Linked DNA regions of Ovis aries: region 2 is linked to region 1. A link is a contact called in public Hi-C data. All regions are on one chromosome and are shown on one strand. The core of a region is the stretch at or near the end of the contact, and the rest is flanking DNA. Distances in the headings are between cores, read along the strand shown.

Region 1 (3,277 bases), core at 702-3,201:
CCCAAGAAATAAACAAAAACTGAGGAAGGGTTTTGAGCACAGGAGAACCATGGTCTGATTTCCTGCATTGGAAACACCACACTAGTTGCATGGGGATAATGTAAGGGGTGAGGGAAGTGGAGGCAGGAGCCATTTCTTCACAACATTTCCTTCTGAAAGTTCTCATGAAGCTAAGTTCAAAATGCAAAAAGGAGTACGTCAAAGCTATTTACTGACATCCTGCTTATTTAAATTATATGCAGAGTACATCATGAGAAATGCTGGGCTGGATGACTGACAAGCTGGAATCAAGATTGCTGAAAGAAATATCACTAACCTCAGATATGCAGATGACATCACCCTTATGGAAGAAAGCAAAGAACTAAAGAGTCTCTTGATGAAAGTGAAAGAGGAGGGTGAAAACATTGGCTTGAAATCCAACATTCAGAAAACCAAGATCATGGCATCCGGTCCCATCACTGCATGGCAAATAGATGGAGAAACAATGGAAAAAGTGAGAGACTTTATTTTTGGGGGATCCAAAAATAAAAAACTTTATCTTCCTGGACTCCAGAATCACTGCAGATGGTGACTACAGCCATGAAATTAAAAGACGCTTGCTCCTTGGAAGAAAAGCTATGACCAATCTAGACAGCATATTAAAAAGCAGAGATATTACTTTGCCAACAAAGGTCCATCTAGTCAAAGCTATGGTTTTTCCAGTGGTTATGTATGGAAATGAGAGTTGGACCATAAAGAAGGCTGAGAGCTGAAGAATTGATGCTGTCGAACTGTGGTGTTAGAGAAGCCTCTTGAGAATCCCTTGAACTGCATGGAGACCAAACCATTGTAAAGGAAATCAACCCTGAATATTCATTGAAAGGACTGATGCTGAAGCTGAAATTCCAATACTTTGGACACCTCATGCGAAGAACTGAGTCATTTGAAGAGACCCTGTTGCTGGGAAAGATTGAAGGCAGGAGGAGAAGGGGACGACAGAGGATGAGATGGTTCGATGGCATCACTAACTCAATGAAGGTGAGTTTCAGCAAACTCTGGGAGATACTGAAGGACAGGGGAGCCGGTGTGCTGCAGTCCATGGGGTTGTAAAGAGTTGGTCACGACCTAGCAACTGAACAACAACAACAAGTTAAACAAATTTTAACGTGACCGTCTTATACCCACCACCGAAATTCTATCAACATTTTACTAAACCAGTTTTCTCCGCTATCTAGCCAGCCTTCCATGCCTCCAATCTTATTTCCGAGGCCTTTCAAAGCAAACTGCAAACAACTGTCCATCCACTTCTTCCTAAATACTTCAGCATGCATGTCATTAGTGAGAATTCTGTTTGCGTTTTTTTCTTTTGATGTAAAATTTACATCCAATGAAATCCACACAACTGAAGCCGACTCTTGCTGAGTTTTGATAAATTTATACACCTGTGTAATGTGAACCCCTATCAGGATATAGAACGCTATTATCATCACTCCCAAAAGTAGTTCCCACAGGCCCTTTCCCGGTCAGTCCCCGCTCCCCGCCCCCGCCCCCGCCCCACGCCCCTGGCCAGGCAACCGCTGTCCAGCCAATTTGGTTTGTATAAACCACTCGCGGGGAAAAGTGAAAGTCGCTCAGTCGTGTCCGACTCTTTGTCACCCGGTGGACTGTACAGTCCATTTCTCCAGGCCAGAATACTGGCATGGATAGCTGTTCCCTTCCCCAGGGGATCTTCCCAACCCAAGGATGGAATCCACGTCTCCTGCATTGCAGGCGGATTCTTTACCAGCTGAGCCACAAGGGGCACCCGTTAAGGGCCACCTCTGGGTTGAGGGAGAGGCGAGGCGGAGGGGCGAGGGGGAAGAGGGGACTGGCTCCACAAGGGACGCTGGGGACGCCGAGATGAGCTGAGAGGCCAGCATAGCGCCGGCAGCCCGAGCTGAGTTTCTGGCTGAATTAACTGAGCAGATGGTGGCGCTATGTACTAAGGCGGGCGGGGTACCGGGGAGGAGGGGATGGAGAATGACTCTCCCTGGGTTCCGTAGCATTTTGGGCGTCTGTGAGACATCTGTCTAGCAGGCCTAAGGCGACACACGCGTCCCCGAGGCTTGCACTGTCGAGATGGCATCGGAGAAGTGGTGGCCGGGCTTCTCCAGAATCTCCGTCTTTCCCCCCGCCCAGCCCCGGCACCCACAGGACTCCGGCGCCCAGAAAGGAGAACGGGCCCCTCCTCCGCGGATCCGCAGGCCACAGCCCTGCTTTCCCCGAGGCCGCCGCGGGAGGGCGGTGGGGAAGGCACTGGGGCGGCGAGTTCTGGCTGGCGGGATCCAGACAGGAACCCTCACTCCCGACTCCCGAAGGCGGGCGAGGAGGCAGGGAAGGCAGGCTCCGCAGCCCACCTGGGCGGTGCCTCCCTTCCCTCCTCCCTCGCAAGCGTCCTGCAGTCGAATACTTCCTCTCTAGCGCCTGCCGCCCACCTCTTTCCAAATTCCTCTTCCCTCCCCTTTAAAAACTACGAAAGCCCAGGTCTTAGCTACTCAGCTCTTCAGGGAGGAGGCCATTTGGTCCGCTTCTCCTGCGAGGACAATGGAAACAGAGAAACAAAAGTGAAACCTGACCCTCAATCCCAGACCGCAGTCGGGTCTCCTAGACTACCTAAAATCAAACGCAGCTCACCCTAGCAAAGGCATTTCTTTCTTAAAAACCCCCTTGGGCAACAGGAGATATTCCTCTTTCCCCTGAGCAAGACTTGGACTTACTCCTTGGGAGTTAAGGAATTCTGATTCTGCTAAGAGAGGCCTTGTCCCCACACCCACCCTCTCGGGCTGCAGCACAGAACATCCTGAATTTGCCTGGCCATTTGGAGAATCATCTCATCAGACACAGGACCAGAGGGTGAGCTGTTAGTGTACATGAAGTGGCGGGGATCACCCCAGGAGAGAATGTGAGGGAAGAGGAGAAGGACCCCAAGGAACACCCCAACATTTAAGAATTGAGAAGGGGAAGAGGAGCTAGAGATGGAAACTTCCAAGGATGATGGGGACCCTGGGAGATTATGGGGGCTGGGGAGTGACAGGGTCAGGATTGCATATAGAGGATGGTTGGAAGAGAAGTCTTGTGGGACGCGAGGATGAATATTAAGGACTCTTTATGCACCAGATGTGGGTCAGGGCTGAACCACAAATATGGAGGCATTCATGTATTACAGCACTAGCCACTATAAAAATACCCCCCAAATCTCAGTGGCTTGTTAGAACTTCACAGTGGCTCCATGGGTTTGGATCCCATTTACCTCACTATC
Region 2 (3,163 bases), core at 50-2,549, 180 kb after region 1:
ACTGCCATCTGTGTATCTAGTCTACTCAAAATGAGCCTGAAGTTACTATAATATATACTGTGGCTTAGTTATGTTACAACTATAATGCCAGGCCCAGTATTTAAAACATACATACATACATGTGGGTTAGGTAACCACCCTTCCCCCTGCCACACACACACACACAAGAATCTCTGAAGCTTCAGAACTTGTAAGACTGAAAGCAACCACCTCCCTGCCCAGCCGTCAATACTATAAATATCAAACTTCCTGTTATAGCAAATTAGCAAATAACTTTGGGAAATCTATGCTCTGAATGGTACCAGGTCAGAAGACAGGAAACTTATAAGCATTTCATCCCACCATAAAATTCTCACTTCAGTCAATCACTATCTAGAAAACAAGTTACAACCCTCAGCTTACCTGGACAACAGGATACTGATAATCCATACAATATACACCATACATAGCAAAGGGGGAAAAGATCTTCAGATAAAGACAGTACAGAAAGTATTTAAGCTTCTGCCTTGTTTGGTGTGGGTGTCCTGTCCAAAGGAACCTGGAAACACCAAAAAATCCTTGGCTGACTTCCAGCCTACGCAGATAAGTATGTTGACTCAGATGACGAGGAAAGAGCTTGGCTCAGCCCAGGCTTCCACCCCAATAAGACTCTACACTACACAAAAGAAATGTTCAAGGAAAAGCAGACAGTTCCAAACGGAGTTACTAGCTATAGACTGAAAACTACACTAGAGGTTTGCTGTTACTGTTGATTTTAAACTGACAACTTCTCCAGAAACTCAAGAGGTAGAGAATGACAGCCAAGGACGGATCGTAGGCTCCTTAAAGTGGCACAAAGAACGGTAGGAAGCACAAGGTATCCAGGATCCAAAGTGATATATATATTCCAGGCTTTAAATACGTCAGAGGGAACACTCCCAATCCAGGAGGTGGAAAAGCAAATGGGACTCGTATTATTTCCCTACTTCTTCTGGGGCGGGGACTGCGCACACGCACATGCACGTACACACACATACACACACACACACACACCCTTCTCACTGTCTCCGGCACAGACAGGTGTTAGGATTAACAGTATAAAATCCTTCTGCTGTGGAAAGAAATGGGAAAGAAATGAAGTCACACTGCTAGAGGCAGTGAAAGGAGCTCTTTCATGACACTGTATGTTTTTGTATCATTTAACATCTCCTCTGCTGGGCTCCAGCAGAAGCGCGGACAGCTGGCAGGATCAGCACAAGAAAAGAGGAAGGTGGCCCCGACTCTGAGGCAACATGAGTCCACTGGAGACCTTCAGATATGCCAGAGACTCTCTCAGCTGTTCCAGTCAAACATGGAAGGATTAAGTGCGGCTGCCTGCAGAAAGGTGGGGGTGGAAAGGTCTTTTCAGAAAAGCCAGTTGCTCTTCCCCTTTTAGGAAGCTGCTATACCCACCCTACCATTATATACAAACACACATGTGCACACATATTTCTATAACAGATATTAAAAGCAGTAACAAACACAGACAGGTGTTTGGTCAGTCTGACAATGTAGGGCAGGTTAAAGAGTTGGCTTTCAGAGCTTAAACGGCCCTGTAAAACCAGGGAACTGCTCAGCAATTCTTAGAAAATTGAATGTAGAGTGAGCAGAAAGTAAAGATAAATGCTCAGTAAGAGAGGCACATTTATAACTATCATTGCTAACAAATCCCCTAGTTGGGGTAAACATTCAAAAGTTCAAAATGATAAATAATTCTAAATTAGTTTCGGGGGCTCTGATCTCCCTAGTCTTAGAGAGAGAGTAATACTGTAACATGTTTTACTAAGATTAACCCATGAGGATTATCTGCAACTGTGAGGCGTTTGTAAGAGTTAAGTCTTACCAAGTCCATTCCACCCCCAGTGCAGTTTTTCTCCTTTTATGGTCACTGCAATTTATTTCAGTATTGTTCAGGAGAAACTGCTTTTTAAGAGTCAAAATGGCCTTAGTACGTTTAAGATAGATATCTTGGTTAAGCATTTACATTAATTCGGTTCTTAGAGATCAGGTGGACCACTGCAATGTACTAGATTATCTTTGCACTGCTGGTACTGATTCTATGTGTATTACACATAAGGGACAATAATAAACCAATCCAGTATAATTAAAAAATTTACTGCCCTATTATACACAAGGTATTGTGCTAAGCAATGGAGAAATGAACAGGCACAGTTTTGTTGTCAAGGAATTTGCAGCTTGTGGGAGAATAGACAAGTACACAGGTAAAACCAAAAGGCAAAACAATGCTACAGCTCCAAAATTAAACATGTGAGCAATTTCTCACTCAGATAATGATATTTTTTAAATGCTGCTCTTAATGAACACTTCCACAGTGTCACTTTCTTACCACTAAAACTATGCGACCCTGCTTCAATTCTTAACAGAGATTGTCTGAGCCTGGCCTGTAACAAACATTCTACTTGTCCCAAGAGTCCCTTGGACTGCAAGGGGATCAAACCAGTCAATCCTAAAGGAAATCAAACTTGAATTATTCATTGGAAAGACTGATGCTGTAGTTGAAGCTCCAGTACTTTGGCCACCTGATGCAAAGAGCTGACTCACTGGAAAAGACCCTGATGCTGGGAAAGTTTGAATGCGGGAGGAGAAGGGGACGACAGAGGATGAGATGGCTGGATGGCATCATTGACTCCATGGATATGAGTTTGAGTAAACTCTGGGAGACAGTGAAGGACAGGGAAGCCTGGTGTGCTGCAGTCCACGGGGCTGCAAAGAGTCAGACACAACTTAGCAACTGAACAACAACAAAGAAATAACAAAAGGGATGTTTCTATAACAAAACCTTATACTAAATTTTCCCTGGGGTCTTCCTTGGTGATCCAGTAGCTAAGACTCCATCCTCCAATGCAGGGGGCCTGGGTTTGATCCCTGATCAGGGAACTAGATTCCACATGCCACAACGAATTCGCATGCTGCACCTAAAGATAGATAATCCCAAGTACTGCAACTGAATGACGAAGATTTCATGTGCCGCACCTAAGACTCGGTGCAGCCAAATAAATATATAAAATGTTGTTTAAATAAATACAAATAAATATTACAAATAAAAACTAAAATTCTCCTTCTAATCAAATCAAATAATCCTCCAATCCTTCTTCTTCCTGTCCATTCTGCTGTCCCACCTCCA

What was found. Hi-C and Micro-C count contacts between places; a contact is called where the count stands out from the background.
Region 2: a contact with region 1 is called in a Hi-C map of muscle, with 6 times the contacts expected there. The contact joins two enhancer-like sites. A contact is called at or near these places in 6 of 16 Hi-C or Micro-C datasets (hypothalamus, liver, muscle and 2 more).

What each region holds. Positions count from the first base shown.
Region 1 is chr3:179,440,535-179,443,811 of ARS-UI_Ramb_v3.0, forward strand. No RefSeq gene overlaps it. Among named protein-coding and RNA genes, the nearest start is that of MB, 9.0 kb to the left of the region's middle. Within about 2 kb of position 1,952, at least 38 of the 54 cell types and tissues checked have an H3K27ac peak or open chromatin away from gene starts, as enhancers often do. A contact at or near this core is called in liver and muscle, where this site is marked.
Region 2 is chr3:179,621,517-179,624,679 of ARS-UI_Ramb_v3.0, forward strand. The region is part of intron 2 of RBFOX2 (RNA binding fox-1 homolog 2); the gene reads right to left. Among named protein-coding and RNA genes, the nearest start is that of RBFOX2, 180 kb to the right of the region's middle. Within about 2 kb of position 1,300, at least 13 of the 54 cell types and tissues checked have an H3K27ac peak or open chromatin away from gene starts, as enhancers often do. A contact at or near this core is called in liver and muscle, where this site is marked.